Regions from separate parts of the Mus musculus genome. Here regions 1, 3 and 4 are each linked to region 2. Evidence: chromatin contacts called from public capture Hi-C and promoter capture Hi-C data. All regions are on one chromosome and are shown on one strand. Each heading gives the region's core, a stretch centred on a gene start, on an enhancer-like site or on the middle of the called end of the contact. The rest is flanking DNA. Distances are from core to core; before and after follow the strand shown.

What was found. Promoter capture Hi-C pulls out the DNA fragments that hold promoters and counts their contacts. Capture Hi-C pulls out chosen DNA fragments and counts their contacts.
Region 1: a contact with region 2 is called in a promoter capture Hi-C map of hippocampal neurons, with 3 times the contacts expected there. The contact joins the enhancer-like site here to the promoter of Tlr3 in region 2. A contact is called at or near these places in 6 of 39 promoter capture datasets (the 3T3-L1 cell line, hippocampal neurons, liver and 1 more) and 1 of 9 other capture datasets (embryonic stem cells).
Region 3: a contact with region 2 is called in a promoter capture Hi-C map of liver, with 7 times the contacts expected there. The contact joins the promoter of Lrp2bp here to the promoter of Tlr3 in region 2. A contact is called at or near these places in 15 of 39 promoter capture datasets (the 3T3-L1 cell line, 3T3-L1-derived adipocytes, cranial neural crest and 9 more), 3 of 115 datasets of contacts at active chromatin or transcription factors (embryonic stem cells, large pre-B cells and neural tube) and 3 of 9 other capture datasets (adipose tissue, embryonic stem cells and liver).
Region 4: a capture Hi-C map of embryonic stem cells shows a contact between it and region 2, with 6 times the contacts expected there. The contact joins the promoter of Ccdc110 here to the promoter of Tlr3 in region 2. A contact is called at or near these places in 25 of 39 promoter capture datasets (the 3T3-L1 cell line, 3T3-L1-derived adipocytes, the C10 cell line and 15 more), 1 of 15 datasets of contacts at CTCF or cohesin (large pre-B cells), 2 of 484 Hi-C or Micro-C datasets (cerebral cortex and cranial neural crest), 13 of 115 datasets of contacts at active chromatin or transcription factors (cardiomyocytes, embryonic basal ganglia, embryonic forebrain and 9 more) and 5 of 9 other capture datasets (adipose tissue, embryonic stem cells, liver and 2 more).

What each region holds. Positions count from the first base shown.
Region 1 is chr8:46,039,048-46,041,747 of GRCm38.p6, forward strand. Snx25 (sorting nexin 25) reads right to left here. Exons shown (of 19, transcript NM_001372342.1): 15 at 2,270-2,387. Among named protein-coding and RNA genes, the nearest start is that of Lrp2bp, 30 kb to the left of the region's middle. Within about 2 kb of position 1,419, at least 14 of the 459 cell types and tissues checked have an H3K27ac peak or open chromatin away from gene starts, as enhancers often do. A contact at or near this core is called in hippocampal neurons, where this site is marked.
Region 2 is chr8:45,408,964-45,411,663 of GRCm38.p6, forward strand. Tlr3 (toll-like receptor 3) reads right to left here and starts at 1,417. Exons shown (of 7, transcript NM_001357316.1): 1 at 1,337-1,417; 2 at 833-1,015.
Region 3 is chr8:46,009,166-46,011,865 of GRCm38.p6, forward strand. It overlaps Lrp2bp (Lrp2 binding protein), which reads left to right and starts at 1,437. Exons shown (of 9, transcript NM_026278.3): 1 at 1,437-1,635; 2 at 1,949-2,069. The coding sequence starts at 1,970.
Region 4 is chr8:45,933,361-45,936,060 of GRCm38.p6, forward strand. Ccdc110 (coiled-coil domain containing 110) reads left to right here and starts at 1,259. Exons shown (of 7, transcript NM_001033246.3): 1 at 1,259-1,354; 2 at 1,658-1,804. The coding sequence starts at 1,345.

The DNA of each region.
Region 1 (2,700 bases), core at 169-2,668, 630 kb after region 2:
GAGATGAGAAGTTTAAAACCAGAGTCCTGAATAATATGTGAATTATTTTCTTGCAACACCTTCCAGAGCAGTTGGGCATACATCACCTTGCTGAACCTCAGGCCCCTCATCTGGAAGAGGATGAGATTAAAGTGGGCCTGTGTTACTCTGTCCCTGTGGGGTTTGATAGGTATGCCCACCCCACCCCCCATAGACCCATGTGTGGCTTGTTGGAGAAGGCGTGGCTTTGCTAGAGGAAGGACATCACTGTGGAAGCAGGCTTGAGGTACCCTATGCTCAAGCAGTGTGACACACAGTTTCCTGCTGCCTACAGATGAAGATATAGAACTCTCAGCTCCTTCTCAGCACCGTGTCTACTTGTGTGCCACCATGCTTCCCATCAGGATAATAACAGAGTGCGCCTCTGACCTGTACGCCAGCCCCAATTAAATGTTTCCCTTTAGAGGAGCTGCTCTGATCATGGTTCTCTTCACAGCAATGAAACCCTGATTAAGACAGTCACTAAGGGTATTTTCTGTGCATGAGGGGTTCTACCTGTCATAACTTTTATTACTAACATAGAGACATTTTACAGGTGTAGAATATTAATGTAAACAAAAAAAGGAAAAAAATGATATTTTTTACATTCATAAATTTTAATATAAAAGTTTTAAAAATCCACATTTCCATCTCTAGCCCCTGAATGTTTGGCTACTAGCACAATGATAAACACAGACTTGGCAACAATGGAGCCAACAGTTCAGGCCTTCTGGATCGAGTAGGGAAAATTAAAAGGAATAAATTCCCAAAGGCCCTCTCCCAAGGGTGATTACACAAGAGCAACAACTGGCATAGACCCAGCAGTAGACCAAGGTATGTAAGGGTATTCCTAACTACTGACTGAGCCTCAATGCCTAGTTAAAAACCTAACCACCCCCAAATAAAAGTTAGGGTCTGGATTCAGACCCATGCTTCAGAGATGCCTGGAGCCTCTGTATGGGATGTATGTAGATGTGTTTATTTTAGGCTGGCCTTTGGGCTAGAATGAACATTTCTGTTCATGACGATAGCTTTGCTTGGCCTTTCTAGGTCAGGAGAGAGGTAGTTCTTAGCCAGCCGGTCTGATCACAACTGCCTGACAGTTGAGGATTTAAAATAAAACTGTGTCTTACTAGGTCCTTCTGTACACCGAACACAAAGAAGCAGCAGACGTTTGCTGGGCTCCCTCCCATCACTGGGTCTCCTCACCTAGAACTTGCCCTGTCTCCTCATTCCCAGCCCCCACCTGCCCAAATGCCCCCTTGACGCCTATTAAAGCACGTCTGTTCAAAGCACGGTGGCCGCTGCAGCAGCCACCCGAGGCGTCTGCTGATGGCAAATGCATCCTGTCTCGTTATCAAGGCATTCTATTTATTCCTCTCGGAAATGTCATTGACAAAACCAAACATGCTCTGAGCAGACGGTCAGCGGAGGATGAGCAGGCTAAAATGCCAGCATTTAGCATCCTCCTAGGGCTGGGACTGGCTCTGATGCAGACACAGAGTGTTTTCGTCTCTTGGAGGTTATGGGAAAGAAGCTACCAGGTAGGACGCTGCATTCTCATTGTTCACCCTCTGTGGCAAATGGGAAGACGCACAGATTTGTGGACAAGATTTCATTGAAGAAAGAAAGACTGAGTGTAATACTATTGTTTTCTGACGAAACTGAATCAAGTTAAAGATCAGCGACCATTTTAGAAGAATCTAAATTACAACAAGGCTAAAAAATCTTTCATCTGAAAGAGTTTAATATTTGACTAATTTCTTAAGCAGTTTAACTAGCCTCCATTTCTAAAGTTTATTTACTCTATAACTTTAGTTACTGAAACTATTCTACACTCAGCCTTCATATATTATACATCTTATACATTTATAATATATGATATATATCCAAAACACTACCCTGGCATCAAAACTGCATCTTTAATCACAGGCTATGCAAATCATTTTTTGAGTAAGTTCTGGTGATGAGACAATGAAACTATACTGAGCCACACGAAAAGAGTTCAAAGCATTGTCTCTGTTTTAACACAGAGGAGCACAATGCTGAGTACAGCAGGAACCCAAGTCTCAGGAATATAGAAGTTCTCTCTGTCCTAAGGCTGTACCTTCAGCACCAAGGATGAAGTGTAACACCTGAAGCATCTTTAAAGTGCATCTTGGATGCATGAACACATGAGTACAGATACATTTAATACATGCTGGAAGCAGAGCAATGATCAATAAATCCCACTGCCATCAAAGAGACTTACTTCCTCGAAGTTCGAAAATCTCCCCGATCAGCATGAAACACGGTTCAGCCAAGGAATCCTTCTTCCCGTCCACATCATCCCCGTAATCGGACAGGTCGCTGTCCTCTTCTATCTCCTCCTGAGGGACAGGCAACATCGCAGACAGCAGGTCACGAACCCAGGAAAGTGTAGTCGGTTCACGTACAGACCCCAAACTCCCACTTCCACCCTACCCTTATTCTATCAGTGTCCAACCTCAGGGGACAGCCTGACTCTACAGCCAGATTCAAAGCTTGAAATAAGCTAACTGGGGTTGGGGGTGGGGTGGGGCTGGGGAACACTCTTTAAATAATCAGGGAATTGTAATACAGTTTCCCAGAGATGATGAGATTTTTTTTTTTGCATATTGACTTTTAACCAAAATGTTTTTTAATTCACTGCTCTTAAAAATA
Region 2 (2,700 bases), core at 167-2,666:
AGCAGAAAGACAGAGAAAGTGGGAGGGGGACAAATCCTAAACAGCGTGTTAAGGAGATCATAAAACTTTTTTCATCAGTAACACGAGTTAGTAGGTAATAGTTAATAGTAAGGAAAAGCTTTCAAAACAGTTAGATACGTGTCAACACAAAATCACATCATAAAGTCATGAGAAGAGCTTATGACAACTTCTATATGGTGAAGGTTGACTGCTTTCCCCAAACTAGTCCATAATTTGCCAGCCTGGTTTCTGGCCTTACTCTACAACTTCCAGAACAGCCTGCCCTCCTCTCCTGCTGCCCTTCTTCATTCTGTAACAGAAAGTGACTGGCCAGTTCCTAGAAACATCTGAGAATTTGTCCTTTCTCAAGAACATTGTCATGGAGTGCCAGGTCTTCCTTTCTAGCTCACTAAATACAAAGGACTTTTTAACCTTCTGCGTTTTTGTTGTTGTTGTTGTTGTTGTTGTTTTATTTTGTTTTTGGAAAAGGTGCAATTTTTTAAAAAGTATTTTTAACTACCTTTTAATATAATCCTTTTACTTGCTCTTTGATGATTTCATACTATTCATTACACATACATATGTATTTTGATCTTGTTTACCCCTTACACCCCTCAGAGCCACATTCACCCACTTTTTAAAGCCTTTTACAAAATCACTTTGAATGCTTTCTCAAAGTATCTTTCCAAGAAGAGAAGTCTATAGAGGAAGTATGTTCTTGCTGCTGTTGTTTTAGTTGCTGCATAAAATTGGCATTTCATCACAAGATATCAGAATTTGTAGCTAAATTTACATTTGGAACTATGGTGCATTTTTCCCCTTCTCCCAATACCTGCATCATCTTCTATCTTCTTTTGGTGCGCGATTGTGATTCAGGCAGTTTAACTTCCCAGATAGAGAACAGGTGCGTCAACCTCAAAAGCCAAGTACATTCTGATTTTACTCAGCCTGAGGTCCTGCATCCCCTTAGTTTTCATTCAGACTTTTTTTTTTAAATCACACATTTCCTTTCAGCCTGAAAGTGAAACTTAAGTTGAGAGAGAGAGAGAGAGAGAGAGAGAGAGAGAGAGAGAGGGGGGGGGGGGGAGGGGGAGAGGGAGAGGGAGAGAGAGAGGATATTTTCAGCGAAACAGTTAAATTGTTATTAAACTGTTACCCTTTTTTAGTTTCTTTTTAAGGGCCTCCTGGGATTCATTGAAATGGTCACAAATCGACCTTCAGGGAGGAAGGTGTAAGCCGAGGAACCGGCCGCCGCCTGGGGGCAGAATTCTGGAAGTCAGTAAGTTTCTGGCTTCAGAGCCAAGCCCTCTGCAGTGGGTTTCAGATCCTTGCAAACCTGTGATATGCGCAGTGCATGGTCTGAGGTTGGGACTGCCGCCCAGAGACCCAGAGTGCTGGTCGGGAATCGCGCATAGTGGGAGGGGCCAACAGGGACCGGCCGTGTGGGGAAATGGGATGTGTCTAAACAAAGTGAAAGCCATTCACTTACCTCGCTTTATCTTCTTTGCAAAATGAGTAAAGTCGAACTTAATCTCTTAGGTAAAAATGGCCATCCAGTTTTCCAGCAGGAAATGTTGAGGACATCTCGGACACAGGAGGAGGTCCTGCCTCAAAAGCAGGAAACTCCCAGAAACAACTAGGCCGGGAAATAACAATGGGGGAAGGGAGCAGGGAGGGAGGAAGGAAGGCAGAAGTTTGGTCCAGCACTGGGTGTCACAAAGAGCCTTTCTTACTCAAGCAGGCCCAGTTTTCCACAAAACCCACAAATTAGGCATCAGTAGGCATCTGTTTGGTCAGAGAAGAGCTCGGGATTAACTCCTTCTTCCTCAATTAGCTATGAGGACTCCAACTGGTTAAAGAAACGGAGTTGCAAGGGAATGAAGTCAGTTTTCTTTTCATTACAGATGAGCAATGACATAGTATTCAGCCAGGTTGTTATTTAGTTTTAAAAAAAAAGTTAAACGTAATAAAGCATACAAGAAATGGGAGAGCACCTGACCTGATCTTCTTGTCTTGAAGCCAAGAGAGGGGAGTGCCTGAGCTCTCAGTCAATAGTTCCTTTGTTTGGCAGAGGTGAAAGTGGAAAAGGTGAATGGCCACAGAAGTGAAAGCAAGAAGTAACTTTGTATCCTGGTGCAAATTGCTCTTCCCTGGCCCCAGGAGGTTACTTCCTGTGGTTACCTGGCTCATGGCTACACTCTTAGCTCAACACCATAAGCAAGCACTTTGTCCTCAGTAAATTAATGACCTCTACATTGATCCACCTGGATGCCAACACAACGTTGATAGTCTTGGCAAGATTTCACCTCTGTGGGTTCCTTGAAAACAGGTTGGGCTGCATTTTTGTAATTTTACTTCTGACACCATCTCACAGAAGAACTTGCTAGCCTCTAAAGGACTAGTCTCCTGACAGAGAATCGGCTGCTGTATGGTCCTCTCCCACACTGACCCTTGGCTTGGGTAGCTTTGACCAAGTGGATATCTGTCTGGTTCTGAGTCCATTAGGGAAGCCTGATAAGTGCCTCTGTATTTAAGACTTGTCTTCTTGGAACACCAGTCTCTCTCAGGCTTCATTGGAATCTGGGGCTCCAATGCTATGCAATCAGAAGCCTAGATTAGCTGTGCAATGGATATAAGGAGGGGAATGTGCATGCTCACGAACACCTAGGAGATGGCTAACATGGACTCTGGCTGCATGGG
Region 3 (2,700 bases), core at 187-2,686, 600 kb after region 2:
ATGCTTTGTTTCATATCTGATGCCGTTCCTTGAGTTTTCTGAGGTTTCTCTAATCCAGTGGTCCTCAACCCATGTACCATGAGCCCTTGGGGTTACATACCAGATACTTACATTACAATTTATAGCAGTTATCAAAACTATAGTTACGGAGTAGCAAAGAAATAATGTTATGGTTGGAGGGGTCACCACAATATGAGGACCTGTATTAAAGGGCCACAGCATTAGGAAGGTTGAGAACCTCTGCTCTAAACCTTGTTAGATAGTAGCACACTGTATTAATGTCTTCAGAGAAATAACATCTTTTCATCTAGTTTGTGAGTGGTGGTTGACAGTAGGCTGTCATATTTGGATTGCTTTCTTCTATATATCTTACACATGTGGCTTCGTTCATTGGGAACTTTATATTCTTTAGTGGAAACTTAGATTTTGCAATATACATAATCCAATTACTTTACTTTTTAAAGATTTATTCTTATGAGTATGTGTATGTGTGTCTGCATGCATATATGTCCCATGTGAGGGGTGCCAGCAGAGCCGAGAAGTGGGTGGTCACTCTCTAGAGCTGGAGCTACAGGTGGTTGGGACCCACTCAAGGTGGCTTCTGGGAACCAAGTTCAGATCCTCTGGAAACACTTTGACTTGTTTTTTTTTGTTGTTGTTGTTGTTTTGTTTTAATTAATTTCTTTCTATTTTTATGTGTATGAGTGGTTTGACTGCATGTGTGTATGTGTATCACTAGAGAGATACATGTGTGTACATGTACACTAGGCACATGTGTCTAGTGACTGAATAAGTCAGAAGAGGGCATCCAATCCCCAGGAACTGTGTTACAGACAGTTGTGAGATGCCCTGTGGTGTGCTGGGAACTAAACCCTGATGCTCTTAACTGCTGAAACCACATCTCCAACCCAGTAACCAGCAACTTTGTTTTTTGTCTGGTTGTGGACAGGGTCTCACTATTTCGTCCAGGCTGCCTTGTACTAGCAGAGATCTGCTAACCTCAGCCTCCTGAGTGCCAGAATTAAAGACATTTCGCCACCATGCTGGGCCCATTAACTTTGTATATCAAGGAAAGGACACTTTAAGAACCTTTATTTCAAACTACAGATAAAGAAATTAGCTCTTAATTAACTCCTCCCACATACAGACATTTCAGTGATTTTATTTTATTTTTATTTTTTGCTGACTTAGTAAACCATGTCTTTTTTTTTTTTTTTTTTTGAGTTCCACTCTCATCCAATGAAGCAGCGTGTTGCCTAAAATAGTATCCTGTAAGTATGTAAATGCAGCTTTCCAATCACACAAAGCTTCTCTTAAGAACTTCTGTAGACCACCAATCAGAGAGACCTGGCCTGGGCGCTGGCTCCTGATTGGTGGAAGTAAGTTGAACCAGTAGAATGTCAAAGACCAAAACAGAAAGAAAAAAAAAAAAGCATAGCAACAACAGAGTTTGCTGTCTTCACTACTCTCAGCTTAGGCCAACCTGGACTCCTTCAACCCAAATGAGGTGGCCCCTACATTTTATATGAAGGCTCTGATTTACCATGCAGCAGTGGTCCATCTGGTAACATGGCAATCCAGTACAGACTGGAAGAGAAGACTGAGCAACAGAGCTAAAACACAGTGTATTCCCAGGTAAAACAGACGCATCCTGTCATCCGAAACGGATTACTCTGGCCAGTTTCAGTTAAAGGGCGACAGGAAAGTCCTCCGTGACAGGAGCAGCGACTGTGAGCGGTGTAGTCTGTTGCCACTGAGTGGCAGCAGTTGGGAATGACAGGACGCCCCCTGCCATGTGTGAATCCTTAGCCAGTCGGGATTTGTTGCTAGCTCAGGGTCCCTTGGCCAGGCAATGTGGGGCAGATGCTTCTGTGATGGGGAGTGAAGTCTCCCTTGGTGCTTTCCCGGGAGGAGAAATTGTAACCACCTATGTGTTCTTCCTTAACAGGACCCACATTGTGGAGACAGGATGAAGCTGAGCAGCGAGAAGTTGCCCAAAAACCCTTTCTCTCTGTCTCAGTATGCTGCCAAACAACAGAAATTCTTCCAGTGGAAGAAGGAAAAGCCCGGTATACATCTGAATAGTTAATTCTTGCTTGGAAACTATTTTTACTGAAATTCCATGTAAGCTTAGAATAAACAAAACAAACAAACAAAAACCCATGCCACTGGTTTCCAGGAGGTAGTTAATGTTATACTCCTTTCTGGCTTTCCTGGAGATTAGTGACCTTCTTACTCAGACAGCAAGCTGATCCTGGAGGTGTTTCACAATTCAAGCCTGATTACATTTTCACCCCTCCCCCCCCCAGCACTTAGGGATTCGTTCTAAAAAAGAGACGCCAGATGTTGCTTCCCTCAGAGAGCGCAACGCTGCGCTTTACTTCAAATGGATACTGAAAGCTATTTTTACATAAGCTTGTAAAAACTAAACTGGAGATGGCCAGCCCATTTGATTAGTAGTCCTAACATGGCTCAGGCTAAGAGTTTAACTCATTCACAGACAGCTTTGCCCAGTGCATGCAGAGACTGCATTGGAGTGCCTACCCGGCAGTGAACCCTCACCCAAGCACAATAAACACTTCTTGATTATGCCAGGTGTGTGTTGGTGCTGTGATCATGACTCTGCTTAGGTTATGTTCTTTCTCTGAGCTAAGCTTTAGGGATGAGAAGTTGGAAAGAAACTGAGATTAACAGCATCTA
Region 4 (2,700 bases), core at 9-2,508, 520 kb after region 2:
ATAAAATACACACCCAAATGTTCAGGAGAGATGGGATGAAGTCAGCAATTTGCTCTTAATAGTCCAGGAGGACAGGCAGATAGTTGGCGAATGGCTTACCACACAAGCATGAGAACCTGAGTTTGATGTCCACGGTAAAAGGCCAGGGGCAACATGGTGCACATGTCTGTCGCCCTTTGTCCACATTGAGGATCCCTTTGGGCTCACTGACCAAACAATAGAGACTGTCTGTGAGCTCCAGGCGCAGCAAAATACTCTGCTCCAAAAACTTTAGGTGGATCTCAATAAATAAATACAGCATAAGTCTCTGACTTCCACACTCATGTACACACACACACACACACAAACACATACATACATACCTGCATGCACACACACACACACACATACAACACACACACACACACAAAACAAATTAATAAATCTTTAAAACTTAAACCTTTTCTACTAAAGGTCATTTTTCTGATAGATTAACTGAGAAGTTATCCTAAAATAAAAGTAGATTTCTGCTGAGACCAGTGCACAGATTAAAATTGAGGTTAACATTGCAAACACTTATCATTTTGTTTTACAGTCTATGCCAACTGTTGTGACTTAGTCATCTCATGAAAATCTCCAGGTGATTTCTATGTAATAGCCAATACTCACCGTCACCATCCACAAATTAGAGTTGTCACATAATATTTCATTGTTACATTAATACCCAGCATTTGATGAACTATATTATTTTCTTTAGAATAGTGGTTTAACAGATGTATTAGGCTGAAAAATTTAAATGTATTAAAGCTGTCCAATGCGACCAAAAAAAAAAAAAAAAAGACTGTCGAGTCTTGTAAAAACCATTGCTCCAGAAAATAAGAAATTATAGCTCATGAACATTAAACCATCATGCCTCTTCCCTGAAAGTAAGCCAGGTGTAATTTATTAAGTAATAAATTATTACATCATAGTGGCTGTCAATTCCTACTCACAGTGATTTAAAATTCAGTTCTCAATGACTGTATATTCTATCTGAGATAACTGATTTTGCAAAAATAAGTCATATGTATTTATTGAAAACTTTTACTTAAAAGCTCGTGTTTTCTAACCAGTCACTCAAGCTCTGCTTCCCGGGGAAGCACCCGCCTTTTTCAAGTGTTTTATCAAGTGTACAGGAAAATCAGTGCACTTCATATAAATGAAAACCAATCACATCGTCTGCATCAGCTCCGGAAAAGGGTGGGGGTGGGCAGGGCTCCCCCCCCCCCCGACCTCCGTTACTAGGCAACGGGATGCTGCGGCTAGAAGCGGCAGAGCTGAATGCTTGGGGCAAGGCAGTTGGTGGAGAGATCTTAAGCGACAGAAATGAGCCCCGGTAAGAACGATCCGGGAGGCTGTCCTCTAGAGGGAGGCTCTGGGAAATGGAGGATAGTGGAACCACACCCATGTCCCTTCATCCCAAAGCCTCCGGAGTTTTCCGGATGGGTCTGGTGTGCGTTATCTTCCCGACCTCAAATCCCCTGCTCAGTGAGAAAGCACTCGCCTGCCCCCTGGCGGGATGCCGCCTTCACCCCTATTTGCAGAGTTGACATCTCTACCTGATCATAGCGCGCCCTCTGGTGGCCACAGAGGGCGTGGGCGACCCGAATGTCCGTGCCTCGCTTCTTCACCTTCCCAGGCTACCTTCCAGCTCCAAAAGCTGTGCTCGGGTCTGTTCCAGAGAAGCACCTCGCGGAAGAAGATGAAGTTGACTCCATTCTCCTTTCAGCATCCAAGATCCTGAATTCCTCTGAGGGGGTAAAGGAAAGCGGGGGCAATGAACCAGGTAAAATCTACGTTTTTGCAGTAAATATTGGTGGGAAATGAGCTATAGCATGGGGAGGATATTTGAAAGAATTCAAACAGCCACGAGTTCCGATAAACAAAGACTCAGATGTGTAGAGTAACTTGAGGACCACAGAACACTGCCATTGGGATCTCACTTCCTGAAGAGAAGCCCAAAGGGACAGCACCCCTCTCACATGGGTGCACAGTGGGACATCAAGAGAAGGAGCCAGGACTTATGAGCAAAGGTGGCTTTTAGATTGATGGGTGGGACCCCAATCGTGAGTTCCCCAGGTGAGGCAGAGAGAATTGATGGAGTAGACATGGGACTGGGTTCCTTTTCACACGTTAGCCAATGCAAGGCCACACCTCCCCTGATAAAAGTCAACTTGATTGAAGATGGAGAACATGGAGGATGAGTAGACCATCGCTTTCTGTATTCCTCTGTTACCAGGCATGAAGACCTGTAATCTTCCCTGAGGAACCAGCAAAGTGGGGCAGGGTAACGAGACTAAATACCATCACAGATGGTTAAAGACATTTAAATAGCCTAGTATTTACCCCTGCGCTCAACAAAGGTCAGAAAAGCTGGAGTCGCCTCAATACGGCAAGCGCATGTGTGTTGCACTTAGAGGCTGAGGAGATGGTTTCAGGAGTGAAGTTCTTACTGGGCAAACATCAGCTCGAATCCCCTGTAAAGGTCAGACTCAGGGGAGACAGAATCCGGGAAGCCATGGACCATTTAGCCTCATGAACACAGCAGCAAATAAGAAGAGTTCACCTCAAACACAGTAGATGACTGATACTCCTGTGATACTCCACAGCATGACTTATACAAATAAGAGCAGCTAGTTAACTAACTAACATAACTAACCTTAACTTGTCAGGATGCGTATG